Regions from separate parts of the Sus scrofa genome. Here region 1 is linked to region 2. A link is a contact called in public HiChIP or PLAC-seq data. All regions are on one chromosome and are shown on one strand. The core of a region is the stretch at or near the end of the contact, and the rest is flanking DNA. Distances in the headings are between cores, read along the strand shown.

Region 1 (3,894 bases), core at 152-2,651, 87 kb before region 2:
GCTCGCCGCAGTGACCTAACTTTCATCCAAAACAAAAGTTGTCAGGTTCAGCAACTTAATAAATCAAAAACATACATTGTATATGTTCCGGGAAACTAAGATTTCTGGACCTTCTGCTGAACAAAGGCATTCTTTCCTCGGAATTGCTTAAAACTTTTCGTCCCACCGCATTCTTACAACCTCTTCTAAAATGACCAGGGTCCAGATGGTAGAAAGGAGAATAAAATCAGTTCTACTGCTTTGCACCTAAATCACTACCCCGTCCGACAGGAGAGAGGGAGAATTTAGGGCAACTTGAGAAAAAGTGGAAAACACTAAAGTTTCCTCTCTTTCCTGGCCGGGGAGCTTTGTGACTCGCAGACACTTTGGGTGAAAATTACCTTTCGGTCGGGCAGTGTCTCAGGACAGCTTTTTCAAGGCTTCGCCTGACATGATTTCCTCCCCTTCATTAGTCACTTCGGATCCAGCCGAATTTCTCTCTCCGGTGAGAGCGGATGTGGAGTGGCCTCCCGCAGTAGGAAGAGTAGGTGGCTCCGGTGGGGGTTGGGAAGCGGGCTGGCTTCCTGGTCTCGAGTTTTGCAGGAGTTTCCCAGCCCCAACTAGGATCTCCGTCGAAAAAAAAACTTTTCACTCGTGACACCGCCCGGAATTACCGTGCGAAACTCACTTCCTGCCTTGGCGAGCAGCAGGATCCAGCTCGGTCCAGGGGAACCCGGAAAACCAGCTCCACGCGCGTCGGGCGGGGGAGGGCAGGGGGCGTCAGCCGAGAGCCTGGGACTCCGGGCGACCCGCGCGCCCCGATATCCGACGGCAGGCGAACCTGGCCCGCGGGGGCAAAGATGCCACCGGGGCGCTGGGAGAGCCTCTGCCGCGCTAGGCCGCCGCCGCCTCCTCGCCGCCACCCCCGGAGCCGGGCGGCGGGGTTATTGTCTCGGTAGCGCCTGCCGCGCCCTTCGCCCGCGCGGCCGCAGCCGCGGCCGCCCGGAGCCCGAGCCGAGGGGCCGGGCAGGCTCGATGGCGGCCCCCTCCCCCGGCCGGCCGTCGGGCTGTCCGTCCTTCCGTACGTCCCTCCCCGCCTTCCTTCCCTGCCCTCGAGCCCTCTTCTCCTCCCCCTCCTGTTTTCCCGCCACCGTCCCCTCGCTCCCCTCCTCGTTCTTCTTCCCTGGCGGCGGTGGCTCCCCCGGGAAGCGCAGGGGGTGGGGGCAGGCGGCGGCTTCGTCTCCTCACAAGCTCGCGGGGCCGCGGCAGGGGCCGAGACTGCGTCCCGCGCCGCCGCGCCACATTCACTCGAGCGAGAGACTGCGAGGGGCGGGGAGGGGAGGGGAGGGGAGGGGAGGGAGGGAGCGGAGAGAAAGGAGGAGGAAGGGGGCTGGGGCGGAGGGGAGTTACTGCCTCACAGGCCGCGGAGGCAACAGCGCCACCGCCCCGGCGGCGAGGGGGGAAGAGGCTGCGCGCGGCGGCGGCTCCGCGGCGGGGGCGGGGCGGCCTCCCGCCCGCTTCGCCCCAACCTCCAACAGCCGGGCTGGAGGCCGGCGCGAGCCAGTCACCGCGCGCGGGGGCGGTGCGGGCCGACGTCGGTGGCGGCGGGGGGCGGCGGCGGCAGCGGGGGGTGATAGTCTTGGGGGCCCGGGAGGCGGGGCCGGCGGCCGGGGGTTCGCGAGCTAGGTCCGGCGTGAGGCCAGCTCTGGCCCAGGCCCGGGAGGCCTGCGTGCTGCTCCCCAGCCGCCCAAGGTGGGGATGCGGGCGAAGTCGATCCCGGCTGCCCTGCGCCCAGCCTGGAAGAAGAGAGTCCTTGGAGTTTCCGTCGTGGCGCAGTGGTTAACGAATCCGACTAGGAACCATGAGGTTGCGGGTTCGGTCCCTGCCTTGCTCAGTGGGTTAACGATCCGGCGTTGCCGTGAGCTGTGGTGTAGGTTGCAGACGCGGCTCGGATCCCGCGTTGCTGTGGCTCTGGCGTAGGCCGGTGGCTACAGCTCCGATTCAACCCTAGCCTGGAACCTCCATATGCCGCGGAGCGGCCCAAGAAATAGCAACAACAACAACAAAAAGACAAAGACAAAAAAAAAAAAAAAAAAAAAAAAAAAAAAAAAAAAAAAAAAAGAAAGAGAGTCCCTAGGCCTCCTCCACTCCTGCCAATTGAGTTTCTTTGTACAGCAGTGATCGGTGCGAAGGGTTCAAGTCCAACCCCGATTTTAAGCCTGCAGGTATCTCTTTCAACTGCAGCACTCCAACTTCCTCTAATGGCACGCTCAGTTTGCAAGAAACCACTGCGGTAGCACGGCGGAGCTTCCCACGCCGGCCTTTGCTCCGAGCTTGCTCTCGCAGAAACGCAGCTGGGGTTCCTCCAAGTCTCAGCCTCACCAGCTGAGACAAAGCTGGCGCTGAGAGGGGGAAAATGGCCCGCGAAATTGCCTCAAGATAGTGTCTTTGTTAGAGGCAACATTGGATACCCTCTGAACGCAACGTAGGCTTTCAACCCCAGCGGTTTAGATGGTGCAGTTGTTGAATTACACTGGCCCTAATGATTCAGCCTGGCAGGGTTTGCGTTTATTGCGGAGAAGAGAGCTGCTTAGGCATTCTGTCAACACATATGGCATAAAACGCCTCAACCACAACATTGCACAGTTTTTGCAGTTCCTGCTTTAAACATGTTAACAGACAAGCCGGCCTTGTTTTACCCGGAGAAAGAACGCAATAGATACGAAACAAACCATTCCCCGCCCCCAGGCTCTGCCATGCTTAACCATGTACAATGCTGGTAATTACTCTCTGTGCCCCTGAAGTCATTGCTTCAGTTCTTCCGTCTGTGTTCCAGAGATAATTATTTATTACCAACTTTGAGTAAAGAGCTGTATGCCCTACAGATGATTTTTGGCTTGCAACCAAATGAAGGAGTTGATAAAGTACATCAAAGAATTATTTACCAAAGTGAGTCGTACACTGGTGACAAACATTTGAAATAACTGCAGATATTTAAGATATTCTGCTCGAGGTGGAAACTTTCAGCCACTTCAGAACTGCTAGAATTAACACCGTTCTTTAGCCTACAGAAGAAGTTGAAGGTTCACAGATGGTACCAAAATGTTCAGGCTTATTCAGTGCTGCATCGGAAGTAAAAGCATTAAACTGAAAGTTAGGAAAAGAAACACCAGCCAGGTATACTAGTAATGCCAAGCTAGTTATTTATGTGAATATGAATCTTGGCCATTATATAAAAATTAGCATATTGTATAACCTATTCTTAACCATCGCAAAAAGATTTCTTACTCCACTTTCAAAAGCTGGTTTGAGTCTGAGCAAACTCGTGGTGTAGCTCTCAATTGAAAATGTCACCCTGTTAAAGCATCCCAGGATGGAGAGTCTTCCGCACCAGCCTGACCAGTTGGATACTGGGATTCTAAAGGTGCATTTGGTCTCCGGTTGATTCAAGACCTCTTTAAATGTGGCATCGTAGATTCAAGTAAACCTAACCCACTTCCCTGCCACACTCTCAAACCTAAATAAATAGGACCACACCAGTCCCTGGGCTAGAATCTGTCCTGGCTCTAGCCTTTATTTATTTATTTATTTATTTTTTAAACTTAGACTCCTACTGGGGACCTATCTGACCAGTTACCATTTAGGCTAGAAAAGTACCTATAATCAACAATCCTTCCTCCAATTCACCTGAAATTTTGCCACTAGAGTTTAATCCCTTTGAGTAGTTTGTTTCTCTAGCACAAAGCCGTAATCCTGGGAAAGGTAATATTTTAATCCTTATTAGTCATTTATACCAATTCATCAGATTGTTTCCCCAAAGCAGCTTTCAAGAGAAGGGAATATAGAGATAACATATGCTGATGCTGAGTAGGTAGGCGAGGGAAATGTGGTTTCATTCTTTGGGACAATCTACAG
Region 2 (4,283 bases), core at 505-3,004:
CAGACGTGGCTCAGATCCAGTGTTGCTGTGGCTGTGGCACAAGCCAGCAGCTGCAGCTCTGATTCGACCCCTAGCCTGGGAACCTCCATATGCTATGGGTGTGGCCCTAAAAAGCAAAAAAAAAAAAAAAGTGAATTGATCTGAATGATGAAAACATTGTAAGCCATCTATTATGAAAACATTTTGAATATATGTACTAATAGCAGAGACAACAGTATAGGGAACCCTCTGGCACCTATCATGCAACCTCAATTATTAATATTTACCTGCACAAATTCTTAATGCTCAAGATCCAAGAATCTTTTAGTCATTAAAAAGACATACTTTGTTGCACAAATATTATAGGCACAGTAATGAAAATTTAAATAAAGTAAAAAAAAAAATCAACACAATGCTGACATCTGCCAGAGTATCTTTGTTTTGTACAGAGAACTGTAATTATAGGTAGAAACGCAGAGCAAACACAGGAGGAGCTGGTGTTGTGAAGAGCCAGCTCCTGCCTTCTCTGATGAAAAAGTCACTGGAAAGCAGAGCCCCGTTGAGTCTCATAATATGTGGCTCAGGGCAGCTCAAGTCCTTCCTTGCTTATAGCTCCAAACAAGCTGATTCAATTTCCTGAATTACAGAGCAATGGTCTTTTAATAGTTTCATTTCCTTTGCAATGAAGTTTTGGAGAAGAGTTTAAGAGTCATTTTGGTAATAGGATCTTGCTTTTCTTAAAAAAAAAAAAAAAAGGGAAAAAGCTCAGTGACTTTTTATTTTAGGATGGTACAGGGTTCTCTGAGTGAGAGAACGTGGTCTAGGAGACACAGGCCACTGGTGGAAGGAGTCTTTGCCGTGAGCTGTTTTACTTTGTTTATATAATAAAGGAACCTTAAATGTGAGCAAAACAGAAAGAGAAGCTCTAAGACAACCACTAAAATTTTCATGCTAAAAAAATCCTTCAAGAGGATCTGCATAGAGTGAGAGCTTCTATCAGCTATTTAGGGAAGGAAAATCAGCATCGGTCACCTCTGTGGTTTTTATTCCTGGAAGATTAACATGTATCTTTTGGCAACTGTGCAAGTCCTTTCTAACAGGGATTTTTTTCTAAAGCAAGATCAGGAGTTTGGAGTCAGACTTCATGAATCTTGGCTTCATCCTCAGTTATGTGGCCTTGGGCTTTGGTTTCCTTACCTGTAAAATGGGAATATGCCTACCTCCCTCAGTTTATGAGGAATGAGAGGAGATAATTTTAGTAGGTTAGATCCTGCTTAGGATCATTCTTGCCATAGGGTGGTTATGTAATAAACCTTAGTAATCGCCCATCCCTCCTTTCACTTCTCTTCTCCCTACACTGTAAGTTCAGTTACTCGGGTACAGTCAGGGCCATAAATGCATTCTTGTTTCAGCATTTCCTCAAAATTAGTCCCGCCTCCTAATAAAGCTGGAGAAAGGACAAGAGACTTGATCTCCACTGATAATATAAAATGGGATATATAATTCATAAGAATACTAAATAGGAGAGACGAAGCACTCGTTTTATGCAAGAACATATACCCTTTATCTAAGGTAATATTTTAAGAGCAATTATAATGATCTGAATGAGGGATGCCCACTGTCTACCAGGAATGAGAACACATAAATGGGAAACAGAGCGGGTCTCCTGCTATCTGAAGCAGCACATGCATGCGCCCACAGCCTTCCAATCCTCCCTTCCTCCTTCCTGCCCCCTTGTGACAGACACTGGGGAATGGAGCCAGGTCTCCTATACTGGGTAAGAGGCATCAGGGCAGAGGGCACCCGCCCTGTGGCAGGTGATAGCCACCAGGGACTTAACAGGCTCACCAGCCCGATTTAAAAGTGGACTTTGGAATCTTTACTTGCATAGCTCATTTGTAAACTCCTTCCCAACAGCATGTACTTTGTTTTCTATGAGTGAGGGTGGAGAGCTTGTGGGTGGAAAAAGAATACCTTTGACAACAAGCAGGGAGGAGGGAGAGAGTCGAGATTGGCGTTGGCAGTCAGGGAGGTGGAAATAAAGAACAGTGATAGGAACCTTCCCTTGACTGGAAGCAGTTTTCTGGAAACCTTAAGCGGAGTTTCAATTTGTGAGGATGGAGGAACAAATCTTTTTTTTTTTTCTCCTTTTGGGCCACACCAGTGGCATGTAGAAGTTCCTGGGCCAGGGATCAGAGCCACTGCAGTGACAATGCAGGATCTTTAACCCACTGTGCCACAAGAGAACTCCAAACGAATCTTTATTTATGGGGAGGGAGGAGATTCGGAGGAAAAAAAGGTGCCCTGGGTAGCAGTGTGGATTAGGGGGACAGATGAGTGGAAGCACTGCCAGTTAGGCCCAGTGATAGTGCAATACAACAGTTTTGATGCAGAGGACGAACACAAGGATGAATAAAACTGTTCCTATTAAAAAGACCTTATGGTCTAGGAGGTGAGATAAAGAAATGGACAATGAACAAGGCAGACTATTAGGCTCCAAGAGAAACACAAAGAAAGGCTGTAGGAACACAAAAGGAAAAACAAAACAAAACAAAACAAAACACTGCTTCCAGCTGGTTGGGATTCAAGGTTTAGAAGGTCTGGTGTTGTAAATATTCAAGGAGTAGGTTAGAAATCAATCCCATTTCCTTCCTTTGTCCTTCATATCAGGCAACATTTAAGACTGTTAGAAAAGGTTGACGTGTAAGAAAAATCGCTTTGGGATGGTAGATCAGGGGAGCTGATGCAGAATTTAATCCCATTTGTAATCCACTTGAATTTAATCTATCAGGAGAGGAAATTTCATATTCTCTCTTAGCAACACATTACAGCAGGAACTGGGCCTAGGATTCTGTTTGAAGAGCCCTGGAATACTTAGCTTTATGATACACATTCTGACAGGTAACTCTTTGTCATGTTTAACCAAGACTCTTTATATGTTTCTGCGTCTGTTATTGCATGGAAGATTTGGCTGCTTCCTTATGGCCCTGTGGCTGGTTACACTTAACCATCTTGATTTTCTCAGTACTCCTTTCTGCATGTGATACTTGGTTGTATTTCTTCTTCACTGATGGAAAAAAACAAAGCTTGGCAATTACTCTAAATGCAGAAGGGGAGGAACATAATTCTAGCTTAACAATATAATTGCCTTTGAATCCACAATGTCTATTACCTCTTAGGAAATTTTCCCACAATGAAGCTGCCTTATAAAAAGAAATGGCCCTAGTTAAAATGCCCTCATTCGTTGAACCCTACGATTAGCTGCTGGATTTTGAAACTATATTTGGGAACCTTAAAGTGATCCTGAAAGAGCTTCTAGAGATTGCTGGAAAAGTGCTATACTCTCAAACTGTTCCCTTCTATAGTTATGGAAGAGATGAGCTGGAAAAATTACAAGGTATGTCTGATAATGAAACAACATCTCCATGTTTACTATAAATGAAGGCTTTAGATATTATTTAACATAGCTTTAAACAGTTAAGATGTTGAATCTATTTACTACGAAGAATATAGAAAATTGTAGGTAAAACCAGAGGTAGCAAACTTTTAGGCTATTATAGGTAAGTGGCCAGTTCTAACACTTTGATAGAGACCATCAAAACAATAAAAATGACTGTATTGTAAAATACTCTACTGCTAACATTTGGTATTCAGAAGATTGCAGGTTTATATTTGCCCCTTCCTATTAGCGTTTTCCTAGCGAGTAGCCCACTTTCTACAGTTCTGCTTGTTAAGATCTGAAATGGTTCTTAACCAGACCCTGGGTTTGGCAGGATGGGAAGAAGTTACAGGGGAAGGCCTGGAGATGTTCTTTTGTTGATACCAATGACCATGACCAATGACGTCAACAATATGTGACCTTTCAGCCCCCCAGCCTCTCTAGAACTGGGGGTTTAAGAACAACAGGCATGGGCTCCTTGAAGGGACATCCTACTGTCGTCTCAAAATGCTCCAGTTACATACGAGGAAGGGTGAGGGGCCTTGAGACAAGGTCTGCATGAAATATGGTGACTACTCTGGTTCCCATGACTTCAGATCAAATTCAGTATTTCTTTATACCATAAAAATTCTTTCCCTTCATCACAACATAGCTATAATAATGACCTAAGTTTTTGTAAAACAGAATTGTTATTTCAAAGTGTTAATTTAATTATTTGGCTGTGCCCACGGCATGCAAAGTTCCCAGGCCAGGGATCAAACTGACATCACAGCAGTGAAAATGCTGGATCCTTAACCTGCTGAGCCACCAGGGAACTCCCCAAAGTGTTAATATAAAATAAATAGATATTTTGATTTATGTAAAT

What was found. HiChIP or PLAC-seq counts read pairs in DNA pulled down with a chosen protein or histone mark.
Region 1: an H3K27ac HiChIP or PLAC-seq map of alveolar macrophages shows a contact between it and region 2. The contact joins the promoter of ERBIN here to the enhancer-like site in region 2. A contact is called at or near these places in 1 of 5 promoter capture datasets (liver), 5 of 47 Hi-C or Micro-C datasets (embryonic fibroblasts, fetal skeletal muscle, heart right ventricle and 2 more) and 2 of 2 datasets of contacts at active chromatin or transcription factors (alveolar macrophages and skeletal muscle).

What each region holds. Positions count from the first base shown.
Region 1 is chr16:44,412,613-44,416,506 of Sscrofa11.1, reverse strand. It overlaps ERBIN (erbin), which reads right to left and starts at 1,401. Exons shown (of 24, transcript XM_021076809.1): 1 at 381-1,401.
Region 2 is chr16:44,325,537-44,329,819 of Sscrofa11.1, reverse strand. All of the region lies in intron 12 of NLN (neurolysin), which reads right to left. Among named protein-coding and RNA genes, the nearest start is that of ERBIN, 87 kb to the left of the region's middle. Within about 2 kb of position 1,754, at least 16 of the 83 cell types and tissues checked have an H3K27ac peak or open chromatin away from gene starts, as enhancers often do. A contact at or near this core is called in alveolar macrophages and liver, where this site is marked.